Regions from separate parts of the Sus scrofa genome. Here all the other regions are linked to region 1. Evidence: chromatin contacts called from public HiChIP or PLAC-seq data. All regions are on one chromosome and are shown on one strand. The core of a region is the stretch at or near the end of the contact, and the rest is flanking DNA. Distances in the headings are between cores, read along the strand shown.

Region 1 (4,266 bases), core at 492-2,991:
ACTCTGATGCCAAGTCACAAAGCCCTAGGACCTCACGCCTGTCTGGCCCTCCTGCATTTCTAGCAACTTCAGTGGCTGAAGGACCCTGGGCCTGGACTGATACAGGGAAGGTCATTGTGCCTGGAGACTATTTGGATGAATTTTGTACCTTTGTCATGGGATTCATTTGGGAGCTGCCCTGCACAGATAGGAGTGGCATAAAATACCCCAAGGGTCAGGGTGTGAGCTCTGACACAAAAGGACTGATAGAAAAGTGGCAACTATTTGTGGTAGGGTTTGGGCTGAAGTCAGGAGTCTGTGAGCTAGGCTGGCTCTGCAGGACACCTGGCCTGCTTATCTCTGGGCCTTGGTTTTCTCATCTGTGAAATAGGGAGCTAATTCCACAGCATTATCATAGATGTGATTTCATTAAGCCTCATGACATCACCTTCCCTGACAGTGACAGGCACTGTCACTGTCATTTAATAACTGAGGTCTCTGAGTTCCCTTCATGGCACAGTGGTTAACGAATCCGACTAGGAACCATGAGGTTTCGGGTTCGATCCCTGGCCTCGATCAGTAGAAATCAGTGGATTAAGGAGCCAGCGTTGCTGTGAGCTGTGGTGTAGGTCGCAGATGCACCTCGGATCCCGAGTTGCTGTGGCTCTGGCGTAGGTTGGTGGCTACAGCTCTCATTCGACCCCTAGCCTGGGAACCTCCATATGCCTTGGGTGAGGCCCTAGAAAGACAAAAAGAAAAAAAATAAAAATTAAAATTAAAAAAATTAAAAAGTAATAACTGAGGTTTCTGGGAAAGCAGAGCCAGGGTCAGCAGCTGGGGGCCCAGCCCCAGCAGAGCAGGGACTGGACTGAGAACTGTGGGTGGAGGAGGGGGTCAGGGCCCGGGTCAGGGCTAGAATTACTCTGAGGTTCTGGTTGGAGGGGAAAATTCCCAAGAAGGCGAGAGATTAGGGTGTCAGTAGAGAACTTTGGGGAAAAGGGGAGAGACTCGAAGGAGCACTTAGGACTGGTCCAGCATCAGATGCTTAATAAACCTGTCTGGTCTCAATAAACTCTTAAAACTCTTAAAAAACTCTTAAATAAAAAACTCTTAAATAAACTCTTAAAAAAGAGAGGGTCTCCCCGTTTTGCAAATTGGAACACTGGCTCTGAGAGTTAGAAATCACACAGCTAAAAAAACAAAAGCGTTCTGTGCTGAAACCCAGTAAATCTGACTCCAAAGCCCTGGGCTCTCCTCTAGCTGTGTCCCTGGGAAGGCCCGGCGATGGGGATGAGGAGGGAGGGGGCTGGCCCGCCTCTGTGTTTGGTTGGGAGCGGTCAGCACGTGGCAGCTGAGCCAGCACGGGCTCTCTGACTGGCCACAAAGGGTTAAGGAGCCTCAGCCCCCTCCTCCCGCCTCCTCCCGCCTCCACCCCCGGCTCTTCCTGTCCTGAAGTTACAACACCCCCTCTGCGCTCTCCCTTCCCCTCCCACCTCCTCTCTCCTCCTCTCGGCTTGACTTTTCTGAGTTCTCCGAACTCTGGCTCCAAAACTGGCCTTCCGGGTTTGAGGTTCCCCGGGACCAGGCCGTGATTCTCTGCCCCAGGCTCAACCCTCAGCTCCCTCGCCCAACCCTCCGGCTCCACTTGGGACCTCCGGACCCTGCTCCTCCTGGGACGGTATCGACTGTCGCCTCGGTCCGCCGTCACTGTCGCCACTGCCTGAGCCCTGATGGGGGAGTGAGAGGACACAGCTGGCCGGACATGGGCCTCCCCACCGTCCCTGGCCTGCTGCTGCCACTGGTGAGACTGGGACGGAGGGCCGAGGGGGCTGGCGGGTGAGGAGGCCGCCTGCGGCAGGAGAGAGCCAGGCCCCAGCCTCAGGCCTGCGCGGCCTGATCTCAAACACTGCCCCATTCATCCGCCGCGCCTGTCGGGGACCAGGGGAGACGTTTGAAAGGCAGGGAGGGAAAGGGAGCCCGGGCGGGCAGGGACAGCCAAAGACGACTGTAGGGGCTGGGGGTGCCCGGGGTGTGGGGGAGGGTGACCCTCCTGGTCGCGGGTGGGGCACTTTGTTAGGAAATGGGAAGGAGTGGGAGAAAGAGTCCTTTCCGAGTCCCAGTGGCTCAGGATCCTGTCCTTTGGGCCAGTGTGATGGGCCGGAGAGGTGAGGCCACCGAGGGGTGCCAGGACACTGCTGGACGGCAGGGGCCGGATCTAGTGAGGTGGGGAAACTGAGTCCGGGAGAGGCCAGGGCTGAGGGCTGGCTTGGGAGGCTGTGTGTTGGGAGCGTTTGGGAGGGAAGGGGGTACGGGGATCGGGGCCACGACCCAGTGGCCTCCCCAGGCCCAGGCCTCCCACCTGGGGGGCCTTCTTCACCTGGGGCTGTCGGCTGGGTCTGTCGGATTGACCCTCGTCTGTGGCCTCGGAGCCCTTGGGCCTGCCCCCGGCCCCCTCCCACAGACCCAAACAGCCCTTTGCTGGCTTTCTTCTTCTATGGCTCAGTTTGGGGAAGTTGGTAGACAGTTGTTTTCGTCACTGAAAAATGTCCCTTTTCTGTTGCCTGAGGCTTGTTTCAGTGTATTCCTGATCCCTCCACCCCCTGGAGTCACCCTGGGCCGAGACCCCAGCCCCTGGCCCCCACCTGGTTGGGTGGGTTAGGCTGGCCTCAAGCTTCAGGCTCCCTGCCCTTCCGGGGGGCTCCAGGGCCACGCCCCACCGCGATCCCCCCTCCTCTCCCTGACCTCTCTCCCCAAACCCCTGCCCCTCCCCAAGGGTCTTACACTGTCTTCCCATCATTCCCTCCCCTTCTGTCAAGTCTTCCGGAAGACTTCTCCGAGTGAGTCTCCTTTTGGAATCTTTTCTCTCCCGCTCTCCCTCTCCCTCTTCTAGTCCATGTTTCTAGATCCTAATTCCCCCGCGGCACCTCCCTCCCTCGTCTTCTCCCTCTTGAATCTCCCACATTCTGTCTCCCCAGGCCCATCTTTCCCTTCCCTCAAGGCTCCTCTCTGCCCTCATCCAGCGGCCCTGCCTTCTCCTCTTCACCCTTGGGGATAAATCACCTGATCGAGTCCTGGCTCCCTCAGGTACCAGCTGCCTGGACTTGAGCAGCTTACGTAACCCTGCCTCGTTTCTTTATCTCAAGATGGGCCTAAGAGTCATTCCCTAATAATGTTGTTTTAAAGATGCTAGATGGATAGGTTTTAAGTATTCCATTTATTCATGCCTGCGCTGGGCTAGACTCTGTTTTAGATGCCGGGATTACAGCAGGGAACAAAATCTCTGTCTTTGTGCAGCCTACATTCCAGTGGAGGAACCAGGGTATAGCAAACAGAAAGCAGTCGGTAATGGCGGTAATTACTCAGTGGCTACTGCATTTGGAAAACAGAGGTACAGGGAGCCCGAGCAGATAAAGGAATGTGCCTGGGACTGGGGCCAATCCAGCCCAGGTCAGGTGTGACGCTAGGGGACCAAGGTCAGCCTGGAGCTGGAGGGGAAGCAGGCGGTGTGGAAGTCCTGATAAGAGTGTCCACGGGCTTTCCAGCTGCCCGCCATTCAATGGGCAGCACAGGGAAGGCTGTGTGTGTGTGTCTGTATGTGTCTATGTGTGTGTGTGTCGTGGTGGAGTGGGGAGAGGGTGGGATGAATTCAAGAGACACCGTGACAGAACACACAAGATCTTGCTGGTCTCAAAGAGCTTATAGTCTTGGAGCCACGACATCTTACAGCAAAAATGATTTTAGAGCAATCAGGGGAACATGCCCCGCAAAGCGTTGTGATGCGGTGTGTGTCCTGGAACACCGCCGGGAGGCACAAATAGAGGGACACGGGAGCATCGTCCAGCTGCCTTTCCTGCTTAGCAGAGCTCACCTCCAGTGCCTGCGCTGTGCTCCCGGAGCGCTCCACACAGAGATGCAGAGACGCAGAGAGGCAGAGCCCATAGTCTCCTGTCTCTGACCCTACCAAGAACTCTTGTGTATTCATCTCTGCATCCCTGACCCATGCCTTGACCGTGGTGCTCTTTAACTGTTTGTTGAATAAATAAAGGTGGGGATGAGAGGGGGAACGTCTCAGAGAAAAGTGGATTGGGAGCTGAAATTTGAAGTCCCTGACTGGCAAGAGGCTGGAAGGAGCGGTGACTGGTTGGAGGGAGAGCAGAGGAACCGAAAGATAGGATTTTGTGTTCTGGGGGGGGTGGGTGGCAGGAAGCCCAGCAACTTGGCTGGAGAGGAACGTCTCTGTAGAAGAGCAAGAAGAAATGAGAAAGAGAAAACCGGAGGAGGTGGAGG
Region 2 (4,266 bases), core at 787-3,286, 190 kb before region 1:
TGCCAGACCAGCCTGGCTTCCCAGCACAGCCACAAAGTGAAAAGCTCCCATCCTGCCCAAGAGGTGATGAAGCTCCGAGACAGGCCCACACCCCCTGGTCATCTGAAATCTGTTAAGGGGTGACAGGGTGGTGCACTGCTGCTGCCACCTACAGTCTGGGCACATGGCCGGCACATGGCATTCCTCAGGCCCACTGTCGGTAAATGCTTGTTCCTATCTGGCCAGCTTCAGGCCACACCCTCTAGGGAGCAAAATCTTGCACACTTGGCATCACCCAGCTCAAAGGGCAAGAGCAAAGGTCAGAAGTTAACTGGCCAGGGAAACCCCCCCCCTTCCCCAAGTCCCTCCTACAAAAGGGAAAGCCGTTTCTCAAACCCAGAATCCCGGGCTTCTGATTTGTTAGGAACCTGTCTTTGTTAGCTCTTTTCCCAAAATCAGGAGTGGGAGCAATAGACGTGTGGGGAGCGGGGGGGAAGGAGAGGGAGAAGCCCAGGCCCCCAGCTGCAGAAAGGTCAGGCAGCTATATTTAACCCCAGCTTAGGGTGGAGTGGGGATCTGGTTTCTGGAAGAGGGGATGGGGAGAAGGGCAGGATTCCCGAGGCTCACGGACATCTAATCCTCCTGGTGACCTTTACAGCTTGGCCTTTAGGGTGGGGTCAACCCTAGGCATGGATGGAAGGAAGCAGCTTCAAGGAGCACTGATGCAGAGACAGGGGCTGCGGCTCCGCCGGCTCCGGGAGCCATTTTGTGGAAAATTTCTAAGTACCCATGACTCAGCTCCCCCGGCATGGCACCAAGCCAACGCTACCACACCTCTCCGGAGAAAGAGAAGGGAAACAACCCGGAAACAACCCAAGACCACCCCCATAAAGCCCCGTTTTTGATTCATCAGAGAACCATCCAGAAAAAGCATCCCCTCATCCCCGGGGGGGGGAATCTGGCTGGGGCTTGAAGGGATGCTCTAGGGTTAGTTTGCTAAGAGCTGAGGTCCAGCTGACTAAGAAGGGGAAAGCGTGGCCGGACCTGGGTTACCGGATAAAGGAGACTCCACCCCACGAGGCAGGGGTAGAAGGCTTAGTCATGGGCAAGTAAGGAGAAAGATTGAAGGACTCAGGAAGATTTCCTAACGGCGGTTCATTCATTTCCTTCCTAGTTGCAACATGGCGGCTAGGTTACCGCAGATGCCCCCTCCCAGCTGGTTCTGCACAGCAGCTGTGCCTCCTGCATCCCGGGGCTGCCCGGCTGGGGGCACTGGTTGCGGCTGGGGGGATGGGCTCCTCCCCTTCACGTGACCCCGCAGGGCGCGAAAGGAAAGAAAGAGCCCCAGCTGGGGGATTAGGGGATGGGGCCAAAGCAAGAATTGGAGACTCCAGGGCTGTGTATCTGCGGCAGGTGAAGAGGAAGGCTCCGCAGAGGCGGAGTTACAGAACGCGCAACAGCCAGGGATGGGGGACACGAGGCCTTGCGAGGGCCTCCTCCAGGTCCGAGCGCTGACCTTGAGTTCTCCTTGGGGGTGGGGTACGACCACCCCATCCAAGTCCCCCACATGCTTGCACAGACCCGGTAGGGCGAGACCTGCGGACGCAATTTGGTGGGGGCTGCAGTACTTACTGCCCCACCCTGCCCCACCCCCTAACTCACCCGTTCACTCCGACCTTCACCATCGTGTCTCAGGGACGCGGCTGCCGGCAGAGGAAAGAGAACATTAGATCGCGGGGCAAAGCGGCTGGAGCCCGACGGTGCCCTCCCCGCCCCTCCCCCAGGCCTCCATCCTCGCTCTGCTCTTCTGCACGTCCTTCCTCCCCCTCAACCCGCAATGCAGGGGCCCGGCCCGGCGCAGCCACAACTCCGGCTCCAGCCGGGGCCCCGCACCCACACTCCCAGACCGCGCACGGCCCCCGGTCCCTTTCGGACCAGTCCTCGAACCCTTGTGGCTCCACTCCGCCAGGCTTTACCTGGCAATGCACGGAACACACGGCTGTCTGTCGAACGGGGAGGAGCAGAGAGCGCAGGGGAAGGCTGCAGCCGGAATTTATAGGGCAGGGGGCGGGGCGGGGGCGGGGTGACGTGGGCTCGCCTCGCCCAGTCCTAGCTCCAGCAGCGGAGGCCTGAGCTACGTGCGCCCGTAAAGTCGCGAGTAGCCGACCCCCACTTCTTCTTTTTTTTTCCTTTGGACCCGCCTGGTTCTGCCAATGTGCACGCGCCACACAAGTGGGCTGAGGACGGAGAGGGGGAGGGGACCGGTGATGCTGCCTGGCCCGGTTGGGGTTGTACTGCAGGGGGCAGTGGACTAGGAGGAGGGGGCCCTGGCGAAAACTGAGGACACCCAAGGAGCCAGGGACGTTAAAGTTGCTGCAGGGATGTAACGGGAGGATATGGGGAGCCAGTGGGATGGGAAATTGGAGCGGAACCCGGGGTTGGGGGCGCGGCTCGCAGCTCGCGGCTGCAGTCTCCCCTACCCCCCCCCCTTCAAAAGCTGAGAAGCGGGAAGATTGAGGAACTTCTCGAGGCTCTTCGGTAGTGACCCAGGAACTACAGAGGAAAAGGCCCGGGAGGGGCCTCCAGCAAGGCCCTCTCCAGCCCCCTTCCCCTTTCCCCCCTCCCCTTCTCTTGGCTCCTGGCCTCCCCGGGCTGGGGACCGCGGCTGGCCCTGGCCAGTGGGAGGCCTGGAGAGGAAGGAGGCTCGGAAGGAGGCCTGAGAGGGAAGTTTCTGCACTGAAGGTCACGATGCCCTGCAGGACAGGCAGCCTGGACATCTGAGAATCGAGCAGACAAACCAGGACCTGTGTGCACCAGCTGCTCTCCCCCAGGCCCTGGCTGGCTGGGGCCTCAGCGAGGGGACAGGATCGCTTTGGGGGGCTGGCCAGGTAGAGGCTCAGAGGTCTCCCACAAAGTTGCTCCTGGGAAATTTGAGGGCTGAGCGGCCCGGGCTGGGAGACAATGTCCCTTTCACCCCATCCAGCCCTGGGCAGAGCAGGACGTGAGAGCGGAAGTCCCTCCCCATCCTGGGACGTGCAGGCCAGCCCTGCAGTCAGGGCCTCCCTTTCACTGGCTGCGCCCAGGGGATGTTGGGGGCAGGGTGAGGTGTCCATAAGAGGGAAAAGATTGGGAGGTCTTGGACACAGGGTGGGGACAAGGGCCCCTAGCCCCTTCCCAGACGTGATGTGGAGGAGGAAATCCATTCTTCTCCAAGACCAGTCCCTCAGAAGCTGGGGCTGGGCCAGGTTTGTGAGCAGAGGATGAAAGATGGGTTGGTTCTGAGGACTTGAAGTGTTGAAGGTTCAGGGAAGGTGGGGGGAGGGTGGAATGGACGTTGCCCATTAGCAGGTGCTGGTGGAAGGAATTGGGGCCTCTTTGCTGGCCCAGCGTAACCTGAGACCAGCCCCCTTTTCCAGCTGAAAAGCCTGTGGCTAAGTTTAGCCCGCAGGATGATAACCTTTGCTTAAAAGGCAGAGAGCACGCTGCCCCGCACCCCGACTCAAGCCTGTCCTGTCCCTTCCCTTTCTGGGACTGCCCTCCTTCCTTGGGGCCCCAGATCCAAGGCTGGCTGTTGCTGGCAGCCATGTGCACAGTCGGTGCCCAGGCTTTTCAAGAGCGGCAAGAGCAGGGACTGAGGGCACTTAACGGTGAGGGAGGCGGGATGCTGGGCACTGAGGAATCTGCTGGGGAAGTGGAGCACCAGGATCATATACTCTCCCTGGCAAGGGCCTTAGGAGCCCCTCCACCCTCCTCTGCTCCCCGAAGCATGTTCCCCTTTGCTGCATGCTTGTCATTGTTCATTACTGTCCTTTGCTGAAAAAAGAGGGAGCTCAGTGCCCAGGGAGCATGACTGACGCAGTCTGCTGTTGTCATGACAGCAAAGACACCAGTGTTGTCATGACAGCAGCCTCACTGCCTCCGCTTCAGGTGACTCAGCAGAGAAATCTTGGGGGGCAGGAGGGGGTGAACAGGGCCTGCAGCTGAGGGGCTGACATCCTGCAGACCCTGTAAACGTGGTGCCAAATCCCTGGGGGATGGTCTCTACACTGTCTAGAGCTGGAATTAGGGGCACAAGCCAGGGTGGGCAGGACAGAGCAGCCAGCCCCTGGGGAGGAGGGTTTCTCAACTTCAGCACTCCTGACATTTTGCATTGATGACTCTTTGCATCAGACCCGTCCTGTGCATTGTAGGATATTTAGCAACACCCCTGGCTCCTACTCATTAGCTGCTGTTAGCACCCTCTCCTTGGCTGTGACAACAAAATAGTCTCTGGATATTGTCAAATGT
Region 3 (4,266 bases), core at 580-3,079, 150 kb before region 1:
AATACTAGGGAAAAAAAAACAATAAGAGGAAAGACATGTTCCTTGCCCTCATGGAGCTTAGCGGTGTAGTGGAACAGACAGATGATATAACTACATGTGGGTGGCTGTTTTGAAGTGCTAGGCACAAGGGCAGCTGTGGCGTCTTACCTTTAAGGTGTGATGGAAGATGTCTGATGGACAGTACCTCCTGCACCACATACTGATTCACCCCTCCACTTTTCAACAACTCTTCTGGGGATAAGGGCAGATGGAACTCATACAGCTGGGGGGACATATTTCTCCCAATGGCTCACAGTGCTGGAAGCCAAACAGCAAATCAGTCTATATCTAAAGGTTGTCTTTTCATTCGGTTCTATTACTTCTCTCCTCAAACATATGCTTTTTAGTCTTACATCAAGCTAATAACATTATCTTAGGGAGTGTGAGATTAACCCGGACTAGAATGTAATTCTAGTTGTGACTCTGACACTTGGTCATGTCACTTAACCCTGGGCCTCATCTGTCAAACAGGATTACTAATCTATGATTACTTTATAAAGTTGCTCTGGGAATCAAATGGGTCAAGAAGTATGAAAGTATTTTAAAAACTGTAAAATGGCATATCAATGTTCTTTCTGTTTCTATGGGCAAAACTTAGGTATAGAGAGAATGCCTCATCAGAGGCTAGAACAGTGGCCCAGTAGGGCTTAATGTGTTTCCTGTTTGCAGAAAGAGAACATTTGCAGTATTTGTTTACTCTGTGCCAGGTTCTGTTAGGCTATTTGAACGTCATACCTTATCTAACCCTCCAAATGCCAACCTCATGGAGTGCATAATACTACTGTTCCACTTACAGATCAGGAAATTGAGGCTCTGAAAGATTAAGCAATTTGCTCAAATTCCACTGCGGATCTGTGAGACTGTGTTACCACGCCGTACCACAGGGACGCACCAATACACCTCCCAGCCTGATGCCGCATCATACCGCCCGGTTCCCGATTTTCCCGGCCTCTCCTTCCCCGCTCGCCCTGAACACCACACCTTTTAAGAGAACTTCACCTGCAGTTCCTCTGGGTCCGGTTGTGGGGCTGAAGTGAAGGAAAAACCATGAAGGGCACAACACGCACCAATCAGCTAGGCAGCACTCCCACGGGCAGAGAAACCGGCCAATACCTGCCAGGCGGAGGCAAAAACCCGCCTCGGAGCCGGGGACCGCGCCGGCAAAGCCGCGAACCTGGAATTCAAATCTCAACGGCCGGAAGTGGGCCAATCAGGACACTAGCTGTAGGGACCAACCAATCATAACGCAGGAGCCGCTGAAACGGAGGAGGGCGGGACCTAGATTCTGGCTCCCGCCCCCTCACCTCGCCGCCACCTCAGTCCCTACAAGGTCCTCCTTTTACTCCGTCGGTGGAGAGGAGGCCTTCGTGGTGCCTGCAGGAGATGCCGCGTTTCTAGCTGGGCGGTGGCCGTGCCCCTGGGACACTGACACACTCAGTCACCCCCCAGTACTGGAGGCAAGTTCAGGCCGGCAGTTAGAAGACCTAGGCTCTAGTCCGGGTTCCGCCATCTCCTCTGCCAGGTGACGTCAGCAGGTCGTTTCACTCCCTCAGCCTCGGATTTCCTCCCCTGTCGAATAAGGGGAATAAAAACAGCTACAGCGCAAAACTGCTGTGGGGCACAGAGAAAGGAAGCTCTGGGTTCCTCCCGGTTCTGGACCTTCATCTCCCTCAGTTGAGGGAAGCCCAAAGAAACAGGAAAGGGTGAATTTTCTTGAAATTCAGTTTTGGGGCGACCTAGACAACGACACGGGCCCCTCAGCTCTTCTGGCAATCCAGAACTTCCGGTGGGCAGACCGGAAACGCCTCTGCGGGGCAGGGCTACAAGGCCCCTCTGCCCCGGAACCTGGAGGGCGGGGCTCGCCGCTGGGGAAGGCGGGGCCAAGCGGGGCCCGGCAAGTCTGGCGCCCTGAGCTACCTGGGTAAAGCCCAAGATGGCTGCGTCCATGTAATACCAATGTGAACCCAGTGGGGACGGTTCTTATCTCCTCGAAGGCCACATCTGGCCCTCCCTCCTGTGCTCCTGCAGAGGGCTGTTGTAGCAGAGAGACGAGGGCAATGGCAGGGAGCCTTTCTTGGGTGACAGGCAGGGGCCTGTGGGGCCGGTTGCCCTTGACCTGTAGAAGCTTCTCTCTGGGTAAGTGCTTCATGCAGTAAGACGCCTCGAGAACTGTTTCTCAGTAAGCGGCTCAGATTCATTCCTTTTCTTCCCCTTCCTTAGGTATTCCTAGATTGTTCCATGTAAGGGTCACTCTCCCGCCTCGCAAAGTGGTTGATCGTTGGAACGAGAAGAGGGCCATGTTCGGGGTGTATGACAATATCGGGATCCTGGGTAAGACTTGACTCCTTGGTGCAGAATTCCAGAACAGAAGTTATGTCGTAACGACTATAATTTTTCACCTGTGTAGAAATGATACCATGTTCAATAGTAAGAACAAACATTTATGTGGCTATTTACGTTGTGTTGGGCACTGTTATGTGTGTCCTGCATGCATTAACACATTTAATCTTTATAATCTTTTCACTTTAAAGGTGAGGAAACTGAGGCACAGAGATAACCTAGTTTTCCCAAAGCTAGTCAATGGCAGTGCCAGAATTTGACCCCAAGCAGCGAGGCTACAGAGTCTGTGGTCTTGATCCTGTAGCATAATGTGTCTTTTTTTTTTTTTTCCCTGCGATTTTTTGGGCCGCTCCTGCGGCATATGGAGGTTCCCAGGCTAGGGGTCTAATCGGAGCTGTAGCCAGAGCTGTAGCCGCCGGCCTACGCCAGGGCTACAGCAACGCAGGATCCAAGCCGTGTCTGCAACCTACACCACAGCTCACAGCAACGCCGGATCCTTAACCCACTGAGCAAGGCCAGGGATCTAAGGCGCAACCTCTTGGTTCCTAGTCGGATTCGTTAACCACTGAGCCACAACGGGAACTCCTAATGTGTCTTGTCTATAGGTGCTGCTCAGGTAGATGCAACTCTGTTGAAGGCTTAGCTAGTGGAGACTAGGTTCTTTCTCCTCTTGGAACTAACATGTTATCTCACATTACATAGGAAACTTTGAAAAACACCCCAAAGAACTGATCAAGGGCCCCATATGGCTTCGAGGCTGGAAGGGGAATGAATTACAGCGTTGTATCCGAAAGAAGAGAATGGTTGGAAATCGGATGTTCATTGATGACCTGCACAATCTTAACAAACGCATCAGCTATCTCTACAAACACTTTAACCGACATGGAAAGTACCGGTAGAAGAGAAAGCTAGGAACTGTGGAGGAGGCATATCTACCACCCAGGAGAAGGAGGAAGTACTTTTCCTTATGAGGAAAGAGATTTGTATGCCCGCAGTAATAAAATGGGACTTCTTTGGAATGTGTTATCCATATGCGTTATTTTCCTTTAGATGCTGCTTTTACTCATTCAGGAGACTAGAAAGTGTGATTCATTCCTAAGTCTTGTCTTAGGTTTGGACTTTACCACTTGTCTTTTGTGGTCTAGCCATACCTATGGTGTTTAAAACGTAAAAAATGATGGAGTTCCCTAGGGGCCTAGTGGTTAAAAATTTAGTGTTGTCACCGCCATGTCTTGGGTCACTGCTGTGGCTTCGGTTCAATCCCTGGCCAGGGAACTTCCACATGCCTTGGAAGTGGTCTAAATAAACAAACAAATAAAACTAAATAAAGTAAAAAATTGTTGACCCCTTTTGACATTTGGCCTTTCAGAGTGTTAAAAGTTGTAATTTTAGGAGTTCCTGTCATGGCGCAGTGGAAATGAATTCGACCAGGAACTGTGAGGTTGCAGGTTTGACCCCTGGCCTTGCTCAGTGGATTAAGGATCCAGCGTTGCTGTGAGGTCGCAGACACGGCTTGGGTCTGGCGTTGCTGTAGCTCTAGTGTAGGCCAGCAGCTGTAGCTCCAATTAGACCCCTAGCCTGGGAACCTCCATATACCATGGGTGCGGCCCTAAAAAGACAAAAAAAAAAAAGTTTTCATTTTAAATGCCATAATGCCATCATGTTAAATATATTTTAAAAAACCTTTCCACACTGGAATGAAATGTGATAGAAAAATGGAATTATACTTCTATACTATTTCTGGTCAAAAAATATTAGTTGGATACCTTTTCCGAGGTGAGAACAAAGTGTAATATAGCCTCCCCCCGTGTTTTTCTAGTTATAGGTATAAAGTTATAACCTCATACTTCAATATGAGGCATTAAGGTTTGCATGAGTGGTTCCTTA

The links. HiChIP or PLAC-seq counts read pairs in DNA pulled down with a chosen protein or histone mark.
Region 2: a contact with region 1 is called in an H3K27ac HiChIP or PLAC-seq map of alveolar macrophages. The contact joins the promoter of GAPDH here to the promoter of TNFRSF1A in region 1. A contact is called at or near these places in 1 of 5 promoter capture datasets (fetal liver), 4 of 47 Hi-C or Micro-C datasets (brain, embryonic fibroblasts, heart right ventricle and 1 more) and 2 of 2 datasets of contacts at active chromatin or transcription factors (alveolar macrophages and skeletal muscle).
Region 3: an H3K27ac HiChIP or PLAC-seq map of alveolar macrophages shows a contact between it and region 1. The contact joins the promoter of MRPL51 here to the promoter of TNFRSF1A in region 1. A contact is called at or near these places in 2 of 5 promoter capture datasets (both in liver) and 1 of 2 datasets of contacts at active chromatin or transcription factors (alveolar macrophages).

What each region holds. Positions count from the first base shown.
Region 1 is chr5:64,317,608-64,321,873 of Sscrofa11.1, forward strand. TNFRSF1A (TNF receptor superfamily member 1A) reads left to right here and starts at 1,742. Exons shown (of 10, transcript NM_213969.1): 1 at 1,742-1,780. The coding sequence starts at 1,742.
Region 2 is chr5:64,131,984-64,136,249 of Sscrofa11.1, forward strand. GAPDH (glyceraldehyde-3-phosphate dehydrogenase) reads right to left here and starts at 2,037. Exons shown (of 12, transcript NM_001206359.1): 1 at 1,956-2,037; 2 at 1,642-1,682. The coding sequence starts at 1,664. It overlaps LOC110260753 (a long non-coding RNA gene), which reads left to right and starts at 2,898. Exons shown (of 3, transcript XR_002344125.1): 1 at 2,898-3,224.
Region 3 is chr5:64,165,589-64,169,854 of Sscrofa11.1, forward strand. It overlaps MRPL51 (39S ribosomal protein L51, mitochondrial), which reads left to right and starts at 1,830. Exons shown (of 3, transcript XM_021092433.1): 1 at 1,830-2,175; 2 at 2,260-2,370; 3 at 3,082-3,398. The coding sequence starts at 2,097. The coding sequence ends at 3,278. It overlaps NCAPD2 (condensin complex subunit 1), which reads right to left and starts at 1,822. Exons shown (of 32, transcript XM_021092430.1): 1 at 1,039-1,822; 2 at 148-297. The coding sequence starts at 274.